2 separate regions of the Zea mays genome follow, and region 2 is linked to region 1. A link is a contact called in public Hi-C data. All regions are on one chromosome and are shown on one strand. Each heading gives the region's core, a stretch centred on a gene start, on an enhancer-like site or on the middle of the called end of the contact. The rest is flanking DNA. Distances are from core to core; before and after follow the strand shown. Region 1 holds the start of LOC100191677. Region 2 holds the start of LOC103654097 (pentatricopeptide repeat-containing protein At5g14770, mitochondrial).

The links. A called contact is a pair of places that touch in the nucleus more often than the background predicts.
Region 2: a Hi-C map of leaf shows a contact between it and region 1, with 8 times the contacts expected there. The contact joins the promoter of LOC103654097 here to the promoter of LOC100191677 in region 1. A contact is called at or near these places in 18 of 25 Hi-C or Micro-C datasets (bundle sheath, ear, endosperm and 6 more) and 1 of 3 datasets of contacts at active chromatin or transcription factors (seedling).

What each region holds. Positions count from the first base shown.
Region 1 is chr4:174,661,647-174,666,564 of Zm-B73-REFERENCE-NAM-5.0, reverse strand. LOC100191677 reads right to left here and starts at 2,857. Exons shown (of 5, transcript NM_001137106.1): 1 at 1,658-2,857; 2 at 974-1,041. The coding sequence starts at 2,261. LOC100274937 reads right to left here. Exons shown (of 3, transcript NM_001329108.1): 3 at 4,743-4,918.
Region 2 is chr4:174,838,855-174,843,717 of Zm-B73-REFERENCE-NAM-5.0, reverse strand. LOC103654097 (pentatricopeptide repeat-containing protein At5g14770, mitochondrial) reads right to left here and starts at 2,091. Exons shown (of 4, transcript XM_035967404.1): 1 at 1-2,091. The coding sequence starts at 2,063.

The sequences.
Region 1 (4,918 bases), core at 1,608-4,107:
GGGTGCATCGGTTTTCAAGAATAGAGAATTTGATTGAATATATGATATTAGGTGTATGATTGCCACGATAATACAAACTAAGAACATGATGTGAAATTGAAGTGTCACATCAAGCAGCTTCAGAGGGTAGAATACTAATGGTGCATCATCAGAAATTCCAATTATCTAAAAAAACTCGACGGGGTAAGACAGCCCCCGGGCATTATATTAAGAAGCCGTTCTCACGCAAGTCGAGAAAACCCCCGAACCCATACACAGTGGCACCGTAGCCCATGTGAGAAACGACCGCGACCGGGACTGGGCCTTAGACATGTGCTTTGGCATGGGACAGACGAGGGGATTTTTTTAACCACATCCTGAAATTCGCTCCTACAGGGAGTCGAACTCAGGACCTGAGTAGTGCTACTCGGACCACCTAACCAACCGGCTAGAGGCCATTTCGCATTCCAATTATCTAAGAGAAATTAACCTGCTAAATGTAACAATGATGCTAAAGCAGCTGCAACCATCCCATGTTACAACCACCTAACCAACTCGGTTGAGGCCCTTTCGATGTCAATGATAAATTCCTTATTTGACACCTAACAAAGTGGCTGTGATCTAATGTATGACAGTAATATAGAAGCCACTAAATGCTACCCGTGAGCCAAAAACAACAGATTTACCACCGAAGAAGAGTTTGCTACACTAGCTCCAGATTCATCTGGCATTGTCTATTCAGATACCACATCTAACAAAAGGCCCTTATTACAGTAGGAAATTTATTAGATATGCACACTGGGTATTTTGGTAAACAATGTAAATTTGAAGATAATTAGCAGCATCGGATACAAACCATCACCACCCATCACTCGTGCCACTATGCAAACAAGTCCCACTCCCACATAGCAATCATGCATAAATCAACACTGGGTGCAAAGTGCAAACAACCCTTTTGGAAATGAATCATCAGTTAGTGTTCATTCGAACTTACCTCTCCTGGCTGAATAATAATCACATGAGGAGTAAAACCAGTTCCAACAGAGCCAAGAAACCACTTTCCTAAACGAGACAATAGAATTTCATCAGACGACAAAGATACAAAATCAACAGTTCGTGGATATAAAAAAGGGAACGCAAAAGAACAAAAAAAAGCTAGCTAGGAAAAGGGTCCACTACTTTCTTTTTCTTTTGGGAAGAGACAAGGTACTAAAAGAGATCAACTGCTTGCTTTACATAATAGAGACAGCTGACAATATAAATATGTTGTAAATTCAAGAACTTTGAATTCATCATCTCAATTTAAAAAATGACCAAAAAAGATGCTTAAAAGACATGTCAGGACCTACTCAAATTCAGAGTACAATCCTGAAAAGGTCATACAACAGAAACATAAACAGAACAGAATGCGAGGGTATTGTATTTGCCATGATGACACATACATTCCAGAGGGCAATAGGTGAATAACACAGCCCAGAAGGCTGCCACAGTCAGATCATATACATACCCAAGAAGCATTACTGGCATGCAAAAAGTAACATGTTGCAGATATTGAAACCTACCCATAATTGCCTAGCACATTTCATTCTAGCACAAATAAAGTATACATAAGCCATATGAATCAATTATTATAACGCATAGGATATGCAAATGAAATTACAAGGTCACGGAAACTCACCAAGCGAAGCCAACTGTTGCATCTTTCCAGAGCCAGGTGGCCGCCCCCTGCCACGCTTCTCTGATGGCGCACCCAAGCCTGAAGCCCCTGATCCCTCCGACCCAAATCCAGAACCTGGAGCACTAATCATGGTTCCCATCCCCAAGCTGGCCGAGTGAGGTGTTAATGATGAAGAGGGTGATAACCCGAGAGTCACCGCCCCATCAGGCTTATACTTCCTTGGCCTACCCCGCTTCTTCTTCACCTGCTCATCTTGGGCAGGCCCGCTCCCCAGCTCCCCCTTAACATTGGTGCACACAGCCGAACCCATGCCAATGTCCATATCACCGCCGGAGCTGGTGCCGCCACCGGAGCTGTATTGCGCCACATGGGGTGAGGCCTCGACATGGTGGTACCCCTGTCCAATGTGGGAACCCCCAACCTGCGGGGTCTGGAATGCGTACCCAGCAGAGACAGCATCAAGATGCTGCCGGTACCCGGCGGGCGGCGGGTCATGGAGCACCGCCGAGTGGCCGGGGACACCCGGCGCCCCGATGCCCCGGTGCTGCGTGTAGAACGATGAGAAGTTGGGCCCCGACGCCACCGTGGACTCCCTCCCGTCCATTCATAGGAATGGGCAGCGCCGTAGAGCTCGCCGTCACCCACCGATACGCAGGCGGGGGCAAGCTCAGTTACAAGGAACGGCACAAAGGTCGCTACTTTGTCTCACTGTTCGAGATCGGATGCTCGGTATTGAGACTAGCAAATGGACGCAAGAATCTCAACTCCGACGATTTTGCCCTCCCCTAGGAACTCTCACGCCATACCGAGGCGAGATCAGATCGAGAAACGAGAGATCTCAACAAAGCGGTGGCATTTTCGGGGACGGCAGAAATGGAACGCGAGGCACGGATGAGGAGGAAAACACAATCTTTGCAACAAATGGCACCGACAAACGGAGGGGATTTGTGCGAAGCTTTCGGTGGAGACCGACCCTCTGAGACTAAGGGTGGCGGCGCCGGAGGGTTGGGTAGCACTCGCGCCGGGATCTGGTCGGCGGCGGGTGGGAAGGGGGCGATCCGATCGGGAATGGCGTTGCGGAAATGGGGCGCTAAAACCCTAGAGATGTGCGCTGACGGAAGGAAGGAGGGATCAGGCTCGGACCTCGGAAGAGGGGAGGGGGCGGTCCCAAGACTCCAAGAGGAAGAGCGAGCATGTACAATGGTGTATCCGTGTCTGTGTTCGAGGAGAGAGAGGGGAGGTGCGTACAAGTACAAGGATTCCATGTACATATGGTTAGACTGTTCAGATCGTATAAAATAGATGGTTTTTGTTATAGATTAGAGAGTAAATTTTAAAATAGAAGATAAGACATTTGAAAAGAATAATATAGCAACTGGAGATAGCCTTACAAGCGTATTTTAAAAACATAATTATCAGTACGCTAGAAAGATCATGTTTTTATATGTTATTACTAAGATGTATTTAAAAATCTTAATATAAAAAGCTATCACAGTGCTTAGCTATTCACACCATGATTCTAAAGGACATGCACCTTGCCCCAATAAGAGCATGAGCTTAACCTTCTCAACAAATTAATATTTGTGTACTCTAAAATAATATCTACGCCATCATGTTCCGCTAAGATCACTAGGGGACCGAGTTAATTTGATGTCGGGGACACTTTTGCACTTGTGAAATCAGTTTGTAAAGATAGATTAAAGACCGAGATCCTCTGTGACTCGAGGTGTCCTAGCTAAGTCTATGGAGCTACTCGTGTCTCGTGGCGCTCACGGCCTAAGTCCATAGGACCTCTTGTGCTCCAGAGCGTTTATCATGGTGACAACATCAAGGTAACAAGGTACTGAAGAGGATTTGATCAAGAGAGTAGAGAGTGAGTCTTGATGTCGTAGAGTATGTCTAACAACTCATGCCATCATGAGCATAGTAACATAAATATCTCTATAGAGGTTTGGGCCATAGAGTACGTAATACCTTATATTATCTTTCTGATGGTGAGACTATGTATCAAAGATATATACAATATACAATAGGCATTGGAATATCTACTATCAGTGGAAATTTAAGGCAAGCTAACTATTCCCTCCCTTTCTCTTGGCTTGGAACTTTACTTTAAACTATCTTACCTAGTTGTTGATTGTGTGGACCTAAAATTGAATGTTATTCTATCACACGTTTGGACATGGCCTATCGTAGGCCTAACTACTCAATGTCGCATCGACAAATCTGCATGGCATCTTTTACGGGGGCGTGCCCCAAGCCTCTATGGAGTTACTCTATCTTGCCATACCCATCAATGTTTCTCGCACTTTTACTACGGTCATGATCCCCTAAGATATCATGTCCAGTCGATGTGAATTATTCCAATCTTTTGGTGGGTGATGGCCCTAGTCTGTGTCGTGGTATACCCATGTTATTTTCGTATAGTGTTACACTTGCCACACATGTTATGGTGGTGGAGCAGGTGTATCCCGTTATTTCAATGCATCGCTATTGAGGCCATCCTCTGGTATCTTAACCAACCATACCTCTCTCTCTACGATAGTCATTAATGTCTGTATCATGACCTGTTGCGTCATAACCATGTTATCTATGTATGATAGCCTAACGACATTGTTGAAAGGGAAATGTGCCCTTAGACTATTTCTAAGTATTTTGGTGATTAATGTCTAACGAACATAACCGTCGGCTATGCTTAGGGTTGAAGAATAGGTTGTTTAAGCTCGCTAGCATAGTTTGTAGACTCAATCTCTCAAATAATTAAACTGAAAAGGTTAAGAAAAGCTTGAGAAAAAGAGCTTTACGGTTGAGTAATGTCGCATCAATGCCACTTAAACCAAGCAGCCAAGAGTATGGAAAATAAGAGGCGTACTATTGTACCTAGGCTTTGAGAATACTGTGGTAGACCATTTGAGCGTATGATTGCACACATGAAGCCTGTATAATGAAGCATGTGCATTATATCCTTTTAATAGTGCGGCTTTACTATACTTAAATTTCAAATATAAATGAATTTAAATATCCTTTAATCAGTTGTCGCGTCCTTCTTTAGTAATTGAAGCATCAAAAATCACATGTATTTTTCTCTTTTTCATTTAGCTCCATAAATCTCATTAGTTCTCTAACATCATAGTCGTTATCACCAAAACCTATAACTAGAGCTTGATTACCCTTAAAAAAGCAAGAATGACATTCTTTTTAGAAAGAAAGGTTCAACAAGCTGCAGCTGCAGCTGCACCCGACGGGAGCTATTCATGTGGG
Region 2 (4,863 bases), core at 842-3,341, 180 kb before region 1:
GCTTGCAGCACCCTTCGATAAGTCAGAGGGGTTGGAGTGAATCCAGCAGAAGCCATCTCATTTAGTAAATATTTTGCCTTCTCCACAACCCCAGCCTCAAGAAGGCCCACAACAAGTGTAGTATATGTGATGAGATTAGGCTTTATTGAACTCCACTTCATTTCATTCAGTAGCTTTAGAGCTTTTGAGGTATTCCCTTCCCGACACTGTGCAGAAATCATAGTGTTATATGTTGCTTGATCAGGTTCTAAGCCCGTATTTCTCATCTCTTTCAAAAAAGATTTTGCTTCACTGAACTTGCCAAGCCTGCAAAGGCAATTGATAAACACATTATAGACAACAGCATCAGGTGACAGATTTCTCTCCATCAACTCCTGACCAACCTTAAGAGCAGCTGGCATGTTTCCTGTTTTAAAAAGCCCATCCATTAAGGTGGCATAGTTGACATGGTCTAGCAACAGACCACGTTCACCCATATCTTTAAATAATGCTTCAGCTTCCTCTATATTCCCATTCTTTCTCAAACCATTCACCAGTGAGTCAACAATAAAGTTGTTTGCCTCAACACCCTCATGCAACATATCACGGTACACATCAAGAGCTGCTTCTTGCCCCTGGCACTTGAAGAAGCCGTCGATAAGCGTTCCGTAAGTAACAACATTAGGAGCAATGCCACTGTCCTTCATCTTCCTCATATAGCCAGCTGCTTTGGCGATGCATCCTCTTTTAACAAGACCATTGAGGATTGATGAGAATGTGACAACATTGGGGCTAACGGATTTCTCCTCCATTTGCAACAGCATCTGCTCTGCGCCATCGATATTGCCAGCTCTGCAGTGTGCATCGACCAGTACAGTGTAAGTTACACAATTGGGAGTAATATTATCCGACAAAGCATGCCGAAGCACATCCTTAGCTTCCTCAATCTTCCCTTCCTTACCTAAACGGTCCATCACAGTTGTATACATGACCAGATCCATGGCCACGCCCCTTGAGACCATCTCTCCCAATAGACCCAGTGACTCGTTCACCCTCTGCACTTTCGCTAATGAATCGATAAATGTACAATATGTCACATGGTTTGGAGCGACTCCAATCTTGTCCATCTCCCTGAAAAGTGCATATGCCTCTGAGAACCGGCCATCCCTGCATAGGCCATCAACAAGAGCACTAAGGGTGACCACATCAGGCAGCACACCCGACCTGACCATACCCTCGTACAGAGTGAACGCCTCCTCGATCCGCTTCATCTTACAATACTCCCCAATGAGCGTCGTGTGTGTGACCACACTCGGCTCCACCCCATCCGCCTTCATCCTCTCCGCTACCTCCCATGCAGCATCAGCATCGCCGGAGTAGAAAAACCCGGCAACCAGGGTATTGTACCCCACCACATCAAGCGACAGCCCTTGTGTAGTCATCCTCTCCACCACCGCCAATGCTGCGGCCATGTCCTGGACTTTACAGTAGCCGTCAATGAGAGCATTCCATCCCACCACACCCAAGCCATCAATTCCTCGGCCTCGGACCAGCATCTCCGCCAACGCCGCGGCCTCGCCGACAAGTCCGGTCCTGCTCAGCCCCACGAGCGCCGTGCTCATGGTGACCCCGTCCCAGGGCACGCCGCGCTTGCACATCTCGGAGAGCACGGGCGGCGCGAGCCTCCCGTGTCCCTGCTCGGAGAGGCCAGCGAGGAAGATGTTGTAGCTGACGGTGTCGGCCGCGACCTGCGGCTGGGGCCCCGAGGAGGAACGGAGCAGGCTAAGCGCGGGCCGGAGCGCGTGGAGGCTGCAGTAGGAGAGGATGATGGAGTTGAGGGTGAGCGGGTCACCTGGGACGGGGCGGAAGCGGGAGGCGGCGGCGACGAGGCCCGAGGAGGCGAGCGCGGGGATGAGGCGGCGGAGGAGGCGGGCGGGAGGCGGAGCGGGGAGTGAGGAGACGACGTGAGAGGCAGCGGAGAGGCGGCCGGCCCGGAGGAAGGCGAGCGCGAGGGAGCAGAGGAAGGAGGCCTGGAGGGTCGGGGCCGGGGGTAGGGCCTGAGGCGGAGATGCCGCCCCCGCCATGGTGGGTGGTGGTCGGCGACGAGGGGAATGGAGTGGAGGGGAGGGGAGGGGAGGGGAGTTGCTGAGGAAGGCCGAGGACAGAGCCCGTTGGGCCTGGCTGGGGAGAAGCTGGTGGGCTTTAGTGGCTACTAGATGAGCCCAGTGGTAGAAAATGCCAGCCCAGCCGAAATATGCGTTCGGGTGTTCCGAATTTTTTGTTTTTTAGCCCTTTATGCGACAAAAATATACAATTAAACCCCCAGAAATTTTATATGCATGTTTAGACCCGATACTCGGCGTTATAGCCTATGGCGCCGAGGTAACACATCTCGGCGCCATAGGCTATGGCGCCGAGCTCTGACGTGGCACTAACGGCTACCTGCGTCTTACGGATGACGCGGCGTCGATGCGGCCTCGTAGCTCGGCGCCACAGATCTTGGCGCCGAGCTACGGAGGCCTATAAAATCGGTCGCGCTGCTGGCGGAGAAGACCTCATCTCCTCTCAATTCAAAACTTCGTCAAAAGTTGTTGTATTCAAAGTTTCGAGTTGCAACACTTCGTAGACCAAGGTTTGGTGTCTCACTGATTCGTTTTGTATATTGGGATGTACTTTTTCGATTATTAGTTTCCAATGTTGCTCATAATATATATAGTATCGTTAATATGATGAGTACATTTCATTTGATAGTTTGTGTAAACCGATTATAAAGTCTATTAGGTACAAGTGATAATTATAATCGTTTATTAGATGAAAGATATGTACCGGGAGGCGTTATGGCAGAAGAGAGGTCGTCCTCGGAAGTTATATCCGGACGTATCTAGTAAGGATGCTCCTGTTCCTCCTAAACTTTCTGTGCTTAATTATGACTGTGGCAGACTAGCTTGGGTATGTCAATCCAAACATCCAGACACGGCTGCTCGCTGCGTCTACCTTTGTGGCGGTTTTAACGTACGTAGCTTATGACTTGTGACTTAATTTTGTTTGAATTTTTTATTTACTAGATGTGTAATAGTGCTTCGTTCCATTGTTTTAGGAGCACCTGAGGTGTTTCTTTTTCCAGTGGATCGATGGTCCTGATAAATTTGACCCTCGATATTTTCTTTTCACTAATTGGTCGTGTGGAAAGACTAGTCATGAGCGTTTTAAACGTTGGATACCTCCTCCCTCGAATCCTCCACCAATGACGGATGCGGAAAAGGAGGTAGCAACAGAAAGAAGGATGGACTCACCGTCTCGATGCGATTGTGGAGATCGTACTGTCATCGACGAAAACACTGTGAAGCACTTCGTGTGTCCGAACATTGATTATGTGAGCCCATCGATGCGCGAGGTTATATAAACTTGTTTTTTACAATAAATTACTAATTTATTCTCCTGCAGCCATACGGGTGGCGTAAGTGTCGTTTCAGAGAGTGGTTGTATGGTCCTTTGTCCCATTGGCCAGAGGCAGAGGTAAAGGAAAAGAGAAAAAAAACGGTGGGCGAAAGAGTTGAAGTTTGATCCAGTACTCTGCAAATGTGGTATTGAAGCTAAATATGGATTAGTTCCTTCCGAACTTGGTGTTAGATATTTTTGTGGACATATGGTAGATTACAATGAGGTTGATATTTATTTATTGTTTTGCACCAGCTGTAATGTTAGACCCGTACTTACTATTTTTTGTAAGAGACGAGGAAATACAGTTGGAAGAGTTACGACGACAAAGGGCGCCGAGATGTGTTAGCTCGGCGCCACAGCCCATAACGCCGAGCTTTGGGTCTAAAGTTGCATTTAAAAATTCTAGGGTCCAAATGTAAATATTTTTAATAAAAAAATCGGCCGAGTGTTCAACTCGGCCCACGCGCGCGCCGCAAAGTAAACCGTAGTCCACAAAAAGCAGCTACAGGAGCGCCGTGTATGTGGGTATATATAGCACTGTTTTTTTGTGCAAGGTAGATGCACTATTTATAAAGAGAAGTTTAAAATAAGAGTGAGATAAGGAGTAAGATAGAAAGTTTGCTGGAGATAGTAAAAAAGTGTCCAACTATAGTTAAGGTGATGTTTGGTTCACATATTTGTAATGTAAACAGTAACCGATAACGTTAAATATGTTTGTTTAAGTTCGATCGTAATGTGATACAACATTAAAAACGGATATCGTCATATTCAAACTAGTTACCACTGGTAACTGAGTGTAAATCATTACCATTAGAGCAATACAATGGTGTTTAATGTATAAGCTTTTGAGGTGTCGAAAGAGGTATTTTTAAAAAAATCGTGGAGCCATCTCTCCATGAAGAGACGCTTCTGGCTCGTAACCCCAAGTAACAACAGACAACTCATTTCCCACTGTACGAATTCGTCATTTGTTTTATCGATCCGATGATGTACAAGTGCATTTACTTCTGTATTTATTAATAAACTATATTTATAAACACTCTATTATATAATAGAGTCTCTTAGTTATCTTTTATGTACTGGGAGAACCGTTTTAGTGTTTCTCCCCTATACATGTTCTTATCATTTAAGTTACATTTCGTGTGAACCAAACTACACATAAATGTTTTTGTTTGCCATGTGCCGAGCCATCAGATATGACCGTCACTCGAGAAAACTTTCAACAAGGTGTACTAGGCAAATCTGGATAGATCATCATGCATGTACTCCTACTGGTTGCTTTTTCTTTTTCTTTTACTTTTGCCATGTGCTGCGCCTGGAATATATGCAATTAAGTGCTTAATTCAATGTGTTTTAAACGTGTGCTGGTACTACGCATCTAGTTGATTGATTGATTGTATTAGTTTTAATATGCATTTTTACTGTCAACGGGAAAGTCTTTTA